Regions from separate parts of the Nomascus leucogenys genome. Here region 1 is linked to region 2. Evidence: chromatin contacts called from public Hi-C data. All regions are on one chromosome and are shown on one strand. Each heading gives the region's core, a stretch centred on a gene start, on an enhancer-like site or on the middle of the called end of the contact. The rest is flanking DNA. Distances are from core to core; before and after follow the strand shown. Region 1 has its middle 19 kb from the start of CLEC2D. Region 2 has its middle 33 kb from the start of CLEC2D.

What was found. A called contact is a pair of places that touch in the nucleus more often than the background predicts.
Region 1: a Hi-C map of a lymphoblastoid cell line shows a contact between it and region 2, with 6 times the contacts expected there. The contact joins two enhancer-like sites. A contact is called at or near these places in 2 of 4 Hi-C or Micro-C datasets (a lymphoblastoid cell line and an unstated tissue).

The regions. Positions count from the first base shown.
Region 1 is chr23:23,651,911-23,656,775 of Asia_NLE_v1, reverse strand. It overlaps the pseudogene LOC100597987. Among named protein-coding and RNA genes, the nearest start is that of CLEC2D, 19 kb to the right of the region's middle. Within about 2 kb of position 2,510, the one cell type or tissue checked has an H3K27ac peak away from gene starts, as active enhancers do. A contact at or near this core is called in a lymphoblastoid cell line, where this site is marked.
Region 2 is chr23:23,599,505-23,604,843 of Asia_NLE_v1, reverse strand. No RefSeq gene overlaps it. Among named protein-coding and RNA genes, the nearest start is that of CLEC2D, 33 kb to the left of the region's middle. Within about 2 kb of position 2,718, the one cell type or tissue checked has an H3K27ac peak away from gene starts, as active enhancers do. A contact at or near this core is called in a lymphoblastoid cell line, where this site is marked.

The sequences.
Region 1 (4,865 bases), core at 1,261-3,760, 52 kb before region 2:
TTTTGTAATATGTTACTCCTAGCTCTTAGCATTCATGGTACTGTTGTAACCGTCCAATGGGTTTACTTTGCCTGCTAGATAGAGCCGATTTATCAAGACAGGGGGATTACAATGGAGAAAGAGTAATTCATGCAGAGCCGGCTGTGCAGGAGATGGGAGTTTTATTATTACTCAAATCGGTCTTCTCAAATCTGTCTCCCGGAGCAGTGCGTTCTAACATTCTTTAGATGTTACAAATATAACTTTTGGCTAAGTTACATTCCTATTAAGTTATATTCTTACTAAGCCCAAATGTTACGTTCTTACTAAGCCAAATTTTGTATTCTAAAGAATGTTTACAGAACCGAAACTAAATATTTGTTACCTGGCACAGTTGTGAAACTTGTTTTTTAAAATGCATCCTGTGATTAAGTTTTTCAGATCCTGAAACTGAGTTAAAATTTGATCAGTAATAATGCTTTATTTCTTTGTTCTTCTGAGAGATAATTCCTAATGTTTTTCCAACTGGAAGTCTGAAGAGTATTGTGTTCAGTGTGTACTTTGAGTGGTATGAATTTGCGGGAGTCAGCACACACTATAAGAAAGGTAGAAGAGAAATAATTGAGCAAGAGGGAGAAGTGGAACAAGATGCATGTGGGAATATTGCTGCAGGACTTTTCCTTATTTCAGCTAAAAATAAGGAAAATTTCCCACGGCCACGGAAATTCAGGCTTGCAGATGGTTTAAAGGGTGTGTAAAGCAGAGTTTTATTGGGTGAAAAAGGGAAAAAAGGGGGGAAACATGTACTCTGGTAAGGCCATAGTCCTTCCGCCAGAGCGCTTCCCACCTGATAGTTTGAATCCCAGGTTCCACAAATGAAAAAGAGGGGCCAGGCTCAGGCTTCTCCAGGCTCAGGCTTCTCCCTGCTGCAATCCTTGTGAACTTCCCAAGGCTCCACCTCAGTGGGCAGGCTAATTGGAGTTTCTCCAGGGACCCCTTCCCACTTGGCTCTCTCAGTATTAGTAGGAGGAGCTAGAGATGTAAAAAAGAAGAAGAGAAAGGAGGCACATTTAGAAGATTATTAAGAGAGGCAAATGGGAGATTTGGGAGAAGTTTTAAGGGGAGAGTTACACATTACCCTAGTAACAATGAAAAAGAATTACGGAAGTCTTAGTATTCTGAACTTTTAAGACAATTTTGCATTAGTGTAGAACCAGAAAGAATAAAGGTTGATATTTTTATATGAGCCAAAATCCAAACAATATTTACTGCTTAAGATCATCCAATCTTACCTATCTTTCCCCCTGTCTAGAATTTAAGCTGAAGCTCCCTGTTATTCCTGTAGATGTATATTAAACGGACAAAAGTTGGCAGGGACTTTTAAAGTATTATAATTTATATTCAGTAAAATTCACTCTTGGTGTAGATTTCTATGTTAAACATATATACTCATGTAACTACCATAAAAGTCAAGATATAGAACCACACCCACCCACTCGAAATTCCCTCATGTCCCTTTGTAGAATGTCTTCCTGTACCCCTAGCCCTTGGCAATCACTGATCTGTTTTCTGTTCTTGCACTTTTGCTTTTCCAGAATGTCACATCAATGGAATCTTGCCGTAGGTAAATGTAGAATCTGACTTCATTCACTTAGCAATAATGCATTTTCAAGTCATCTGTGTTATAGTATGTATCATTTGTCAAAGAAAAACAAGTCTGGACTTAGATAGGGAGAAACTTTATTCAAAAGGACTGTTGCAATAGGAATAACACTGATTTCAAAAATATGTTAGTGGGCCAGGTGCGGTGGCTTATGCCTATAATCCCAGCAATTTGGGAGGCTGAGGCGGGTGGATCACGAGGTCAGGAGATTGAGACCATCCTGGCTAACACGGTGAAACCCCGTCTCTACTAAACAAAATACAAAAAATTAGCTGGGCATGGTGGTGGGCATCTGTGGTCTCAGCTACTCCGGAGGCTGAGGCAGGAGAATGGCGTGAAACCGGGAGGTGGAAGCTTGCAGTGAGCCAAGATCACGCTCCTGCACTCCAGTGTGGGTGACAGAGACTCAGTCTAAAAAAAAAAAAAAAGTTAGTGGTGTGGGAGAGAGCAGGGGGCAAAGTCTAGGCGTTTCAACAGGAAATGGTGCAATGTGGTCTGTGGTCAGGTTAAGGCAGGATGTTTTTTGCAAGTCTGTGCTTTGAGGTGTTTAGGCAAACTTGCAGGCAAATACGTGTAGCGCCTGTGGGGAGGAGAAAAACCTGACAAAAGTTTGGCCAGCTAACACGCAGTAAGAAATTGACAATTGTGAATGTGTGATCAAGTTTTTTCTTTTATTAGGGCTGAGGAATAGTTGTTTACCTCTTCAGCAGCTGAAGCATATTTGAGTTGTTGCTAGTTTTTTGTGATAATGAATAAACCTGGTGTAAAATATTCCTTACAGGTTTTTGCGTAAACACAAGTTTTCACTTCCCTTGTTTAAATACCTAGGGATAGGATGGCTAGGGCATGTGGTGTATTTACATTTACCATAACAAACTGCTTAACTGTTTTCCAAAATGCCCATAACATTTTGCATTTCCAGTGATGATGCATGAAAATTCCAGTTGCATCCTGTCCATTCTTGCACTGCTATAAAGAAATAGCCTGAGACTGAGTAATTTGTACAGAAAAGAGATTTAATTGGCTCACCATTCCACAGGCTGGCCAGGAAGCATGATTCTGGCATCTGCTCAGCTTCTGGGGATGCCTCAGGAAACTTACAATTCATGGCAGAAGGCAAAGGGGGAGTCCATACTTCACTTGGCCAGAGCAGGAGGAAGAGAGGAAGTGAGGGAGGGCACCACACAGTTTTCAACAACCAGATCTCACGAGGACTCACTCTTATCGAGACACAGTACCAAGGGGGAAATCTGCCCCCATGATCCAGTCACCTCCCACCAGACCCCATCTCCAATGCTGGAGATTACAATTCAACATAAGATTTGGGTGGGGACACAGATCCAAACCATATCACATCCCTTCCTCACCAGCAGTTGATTGTTTCTTTTTTTGTTTTGTTTGCCTCTCTAATAACCATGTAGTAGTCACTCATGGTTTTAATTTGTATTTCTCAAATGGCTGGTTATTTCAAGCATGTTTTTATGCACTTATTTGCTATTCATATATCCTCTTTAATCAAGTATATCTCCAAATCATTGGCCCACTTTTTAATCTAGTTTTTGTTTTCTTATTGTTGAGTTTTGAGTTCTTAATGTATTCTAGATACAAGTCGCTTTTTAGAAAGATGTTTTCGTGCCTTTGCTTGTCTTTTTATTCCCTTTTCAGGGTTTTTTTCTAGCAGAGAGTTTTAATTACGTTACAATTCAATTTATCAATTTTTAAAATATTGATAATGCTTTTGGTGTTGTATGTAAGAAATTTTTGCCTAATTCAAGTTCACAAAAATGTTATTTTCCTCTTTCCTTCTAATAGTTTTAGCATTTGAGGCTTCGTATATGAGTCTAAAATTTATTTTGAGTTAATTTTCTTATAAGGTATTAGGTGTGAGTTGAGGTTCACTGTTTTGCATTAGGACACTCAACTGTTCCAGCACTACATGTTCAGAAAATATTACCCCTTACCTACCTGATTACTTTCCACATCTTTCAAATGTCAATTGACCATACATGTTTAGATTTGTTTCTGAAACCTTTTTTCTGTTCCATTGATTTATGTGTCTGTTCTTTTGTCAATATCATACTATCTTTATTTCTATTACTTTGTAAATTACGAAAGGAGGTTCCCTGATTTTCAAATTTGGCCATTTTTTTCCTTCAAAATTGTTTGGCTATTCTAGTTCTTTGCTTTTTCATATAATTTTAAAATTACCTTGCTTATTTCTCCAAATATTCATACTGCGATGTTTATCAGGATTGCACTGAATCTCTAAACCTGTTTGGGTATAATTGACATCCAGCGATATTGCATATTCCAATCTATGAATATCTTTTGTCTCTCTGTTGATTCAAGTCTTCTTTGATTTCTTTGTCCTTTTGGTTTCCAGCTTTCATCATACTGATCCTAAACATATTTTGATATATTTATTTGATATTTTTCATGTTATTATAAATGGCACTGTTTTTATATTTAAATTTCCACTTCATAATTATGAATATATGGAAATATAAGTGATTTTTATATATGAACATAGCTAATCCTGTAGCTTTACCAAATTCATTTATTCTCATAGCCATTTGGTAGATTCCTTAGAATTTTACATGCAGACAACTATGTTGTCCGTGAATAGCAATGCTTTTATTTCTTTCCAATCTGTATGACATTTATTTCTTTTCTCTTGCCTTTTTGCCCCTAATAGGACACCCAGTAAAATGTTAAATTGGATTGGTGAGAGAGATCAGACATCCTTGCCTTGTTCTATGTCACTGGGGGAAAGCATTTATTCTTTCATTGTTAAGTTTGGCGCTAGTTGTAGTTTTTCTGTAGATGCCTTTATCAGGTTGAAGAAGGTTCTTCAATTTCTAATTTGTTGAGTCTTACTTTCGTGGATGAATATTAAGCTTTTCACATCCTCTTGCTGTATTTATTCAGATGCTCATATGTTGTCCCTTGTCTCATTCTGTCAATATGGCGAATTACATTGATTTATTTTCTGCTTCCCTTGTTGCTTCTAACCAGCTGCTTTACTATGGGGCTAAATCTGGATTGTGTATGTTTCTTTTTCATCCCAATTTCTACTCTTTTTCCAATAACTGGAAGATTCCCTGGGGGTGGGGAGAATTCGATTTTTATCCCTAGCCCTCTTTGGGCCATTATTCTCATTTATGAACCAAGCCCTTTTGTGGAAGGACTTGGCAGTAGGAGAATTGAAGTACATCTGATCTTA
Region 2 (5,339 bases), core at 1,469-3,968:
ACCAAGGCAAGAACCTCAGGATACAGAAAGCCCACTGTCCTTGTGATAAGGCAGGGGTCTAACTGAGTTGACTAACACAAGGCACCTAGAGCGGCTAAACTAGAAGAGCAAAACTACAAGAGCACACTGTAACACATGCCTACTGGGGCTTCAGCTGCAAACATTCACCCCTAGACATTGCTGTGGGATCTGAGCCCCACAGCCTGCCCGCCTGTAAGCTCCCCTAGAGGTTTGAGCAAGGGGGCACTGAAGAAGCCAGCCACACCCTGCAAGGAGATAAGGGAACTTTTCCCATTTCACATTCAAGCCAGAACTGTTAAGAGAAACAATGGGTAATTTTCTGGCTTATACTTATTCTGGGTTCCAGAGAAGGTTGGTGTTCTGTTTCTACCTTCAGAATTGCATTGGCTACTTAATCTAAAAGCTTTGGTCAAACAAGCTGATTGTGGAATTAACTGCTCTTCATTAAAGCTACTTAGAGCTTTTCCACTTCATATTATTAAGCTTCTGTGAAAATTTTGCTTTTGCCTGGTTTCAGAGAGCAAGTTATTAAAAAAAAAACCGCTTCTTAGTTTTCACTGTACTCAACTATCAGTAGAAATTCACATACTTGATTGCTTCCTCCTTGAAATTCTTTCTTTAAGAAAAGCCCTCTCCCCTTCGGGGGGAGGGACAGCATTGGGAGACATGCCTAATGCTAAATGACGAGTTAATGGGTGCATCAAAACAACATGGCACATGGATACATATGTAACAAACCTGCACATTGTGCACATGTACCCTAAAACCTAAAGTATAAAAAAAAAAAAAAAGAACACTTTATATTGGTAAAAAGTTTGTCTCACAAGAAAGATGGAATAATTCTAAATTTGTATGTAAATAACATGTAAAGAAAAATGTAACTTGCAAAATTATATAACTAAAAGGAAAAATTAAAATCTGTCATTAACATGTGAAAAAAAATTAAAAACATAAATAAATAAGCCCTCTCCCTACCCCAGATTATTATTCTGTTTTTTTTTTTTTGCAATTGCCCTTCTCAGCTTTCTTTTGTGGTTCGTTTTCCTTTTTCCACCCCCTAAAGCTTGGAATACCCCAGTCCTTGTACCTCTTCTTATCTGTGCTTACTTCCTACGCAATGTCTTCTGGTCTCATCTATGGGCTGCTAACAATCACATTTATTTCTCTAGACCTAGCCTCTCCCCTGACTTCCAGCCTAAAGTATCTAACTAGATTCCTGACATTCCTACAATGATAGTTAATAGGCACTTTACGCTTAACATGACTTAAGCTGAAAACCTAGTGTTTACTTCATACAAGCTTCTCCCTCAGTATTATCATTATCAAATACATCTTTCTAGTTGATTTTCATTTCATATTACCTGTCCAATACATCTAGATGAATTTGGAGTATATCCAGATATTCTCTACCTTTTGAGGCCAGTTTAAGACCAGCTTGAGTAACATAGCAAGACCCTTTAGCTTACTTTTAAGGTAAAGATCTATCTACCTTAAAAATAGCTGCCAACCCAAACTAAGCCATTTTCATTTCTCACCTGATTATTGTGATAGGCTCTTGACCAGTGTCCTTGTTTACTATCTCCTCATCCCCATAGTCTATTCTGCACACATTATTTAGAATGAATTTATAAAAATGTAAGTCTAACAATGTAAGTCTTTATGGCAAATTTTCAACTACCTATGTATGTATGTGTATATACACATATATACATATGATATATATGAATATATGTATATGTAAACATATATGTGTATACACATGTATGCACAGAAATATGTACATGCTTGCATCTATATATTCGTACATGCACTTGCATATATGTATACATATATACATATTCGTACATATATTTGCATGCATGTACATATATGTATACATACATATTCGTACATACGCTTGCATGTATGTACATATATATGTATACATATATACATATATATAATGAAATATTATTCAGCCTTAAAAAAGGAGATCCTGCCAGTTGTGATAATGTGGATGACCATGGAGGACATTGTGCTAAGTGAAATAAGGCAGACATAAAAAAAAAAAATACGTCATTATCTCACTTATATGTGGAATCCTTTAAAAAAATCTAAACACTTGAATACATAGAAACAGAATAAAATGGTGGTTACCATAATTTGGGGGGTGGTGGTATAAATGGGGAGATATAGGTCAAAGGGAACAAATTTGCCAATATACGTGATGAATAAGTTTGGAGATGGATTGTACAACCTGAGGACGACAGGTTTAATATTGTATCCTATACTGGAAATTTGCTAAGATAGTAGATTATAAGTGTTCTCACATACTTACACCAAAATGGTAACTATGTAAGATGATGAGTATGTTAATTTGCTTGACTACAGTAACCATTTCACTGTGTGTGAGCCTATACGAACATCATGTTGTACACCTTAAATATATACAATAAAAAATGTATTTTAAAATATTAAGAAAAAAGGTTGTTTTGAAAATTAGATACAATATAAAGTGCCTAGCAGGCTGGCAGATACTTGGTAGACACTGAAATCTACAAATCTATCTATAAATAAACAGTAACTTCAAAAAGCAAGCAAGCAAACAAACAAAAACAAAACTGAAACAAAAAACAAAAAATCTCTGCTGCTACTCACCCCTAGGACCAAACTAGAAGCCCAGAGTTTGGTTGGTCTTGGATTTTGGAGAACACAGGCTCTACAGCTGGCCCGCTCCTTTCCATGAGATTACCTGAAAGAAAGCAGTGTACAAGTGGGAACCTAAACAAAGGCAGGCCTATCTAAACTGCAAAAACAGGTAGCTCTCTCAGTGCCTTTGGACCTTTATCATCTCGACTCAAATAGGATTTTACAAATGTCTGTCACTCCCACGAATGCAGACTGGAGCTTATGGCAACAGCTCCTGAGTGCCTCCCAGTGGTTACCTTGGGGATTTCGGACCAGAAAATTTCGGAATGGGGCCACCTGGTACACACCATTTGACAGACAATCATTAGCTGCTATTGGGTATTAATTGAGACTGACTCAATGACTAAAGGACATAAAGTAATCATGAAATCTGAGATAACGTAATGTCTTGGGTGATGTCAGAAAAAGAGTCTAACAAGGAAGGCAGTGCTCAGAAGAGTTTGATAATAAAATGGAAATGTACACGGGAGCATGCAACCAGGGGAATGCAAGGAGGCAACCCCCATATTCACGAACAGGTGGCCTCCTTTCCCCTAGGACTGACTTTGGAAGCATCTGAGGAGCTGCTGAAACCTATTGCCATGTGGACATGTGCCCTATGAGCAACTCTCAGTCAACCAATAAAGACCTGCTTGGGTTAGGCATGGCAGCTCCAATGTGAATGGACGGTTTCCTGTTGGAAAGTTACCACACATTAAGGCCAATGGATGGAAAGACTCTGAAGAACGTTAGGAATGAATCGCCCTAATGTGCTGAATGTCATGCTATTTTTCCAGCAGTAAAGAAGTGAACAATTATAAAACTCCTATGTTTAGATTTTTATTAACTCATAGGCGGTAGCCAGTGGCCTGGCCCTATAGTCAGGTAGGTGGGCAGTGGAAAACTGGACCATTAAAGCATGTTCATAAGGGATGCCACCCTATGGAAATGACTCTGGGAATTTAGGGGTGCATGAAAGTGGGACATGTCAATGTCCATCATAACAACACTCATTCAGGTGAGGAAGGTGATTGGAAGCATCAAGTAGATCTTTTGGTGTGCAGTCTTGAGGTGGCCACTTAGATCTAGAAAATGACTGGAAAGGGTGAAGGGACTGCAGCAATTTAGAGATGGGCCAGATCTGGACATTCCTATTGCACTCTCTGAGGCAGAAAATGCCAACAAGAATTGCTCTGCTTGCCAACATGAGAGACAGAGACTTCAGGTGGCTATAGAGAAGATTCCAGGGTGTGTGTGTGTATGTGTGGGGGGTCTCCAACATAGCTGGACCAATGCCAGTAGCCCCAAGGAGCTCTCAATAATTTCCGACTGGAATAGATACTCCGGTTTGAGCTTTCATGCCAAAGTATTAAGCTTTCTTTCTTTTCTTTTCTTTCCTTTCTTTGCTTGCTTGCTTGCTTGCTTGCTTTTTGAAAAGGAGTCTCGCTCAGTTACCAGGCCGGAGTGCAGTGGCACGATCTTGGCTCTCTGCCTCCTGGGTTCAAGCAATTCTCCTGCTTCAGCCTCCTGCGAGTAGCTGAGATTACAGGCACGCACCACCACATTCTGCGAATTTTTGTATTTTTAGTAGAGACAGGGTTTCACCATGTTGGCCAGGATGGTCTCGATCTCTTGATCTCGTGATACACCTGCCTCAGCCTCCCAAAGTGCTGGGATTACAGGCATGAGCCACCGCGCCCAGCCCCAGATATTAAGCTTTCATAGTAGATGTAACTGGTAGATGCAAGTGCTTGAAATACTATTAAATGATTGTAACAAAAGATACTGTACCAATTTGAGCTGTTAAGTTACACTTCTTCAGACCACAGGACATATTTTACAGCTCGTAGCATTCAACGGTGGGCAAAGAAATACCACGTCAAATGTACACAACATGTTGTATATCATCTTCAGAGTAATAGTTTATTAGAGAACTGAAATGAGTAGTTAAAACATTTGTTGTCTAAAATCAGGGGAGATAAAGGCATGAAGTGCTGGCCTTCACACCTTCATGATTGTGTGCTCTCACTCAACATGAGGGGGCCTAAGAGAGACCCCACTGGATAGATTCCTCTGTCTTTCTGAGTGATTTCTGGAAGAAAGAATGGAGGAAGGTGCTGGCTTAACTATGCACTTCTTCTCCACATAACCTCAACTCTCTGTCTTTCTACCTAATGCAGTGGTTCCAGAAACAGAAATGCAAACTGCAGATTCCTGAAGCAGAAATTATTCCTAAGAAAGAAACTGTAACTATAAGCTTTATTGTTATTAATTACTTTTTTTTTTTGAGACAGCGTCTCGCTCTGTCAGCCCAGCCAGAGTGCAGTGGCACGATTATAGCTAACTGTAACCTCTAACTCCTGGATTCAAATGATCTGGCTGCCTCAGCCTCCAGAGTAGCTGGGACTGCAGGAGACCACCACCACGCTCCGCTAATTTTTAATTTTTATTTTGTAGAGACGGGGTTTTGTCATGTTGCCCAGGCTGGTCTTGAACTCCTGGGCTCAAGCCATCCTCCCACCTCGGCCTCCTGGAGCGCTGAGATTACAGGTGTGAGCCACCGCGCCCGGCCGAACACTTTTGTTTAATGGCGCCATCTGCTGGGAAGAGCCTGCACTGCTTGGCTTTGTTACCGGACAGACACAACAGGG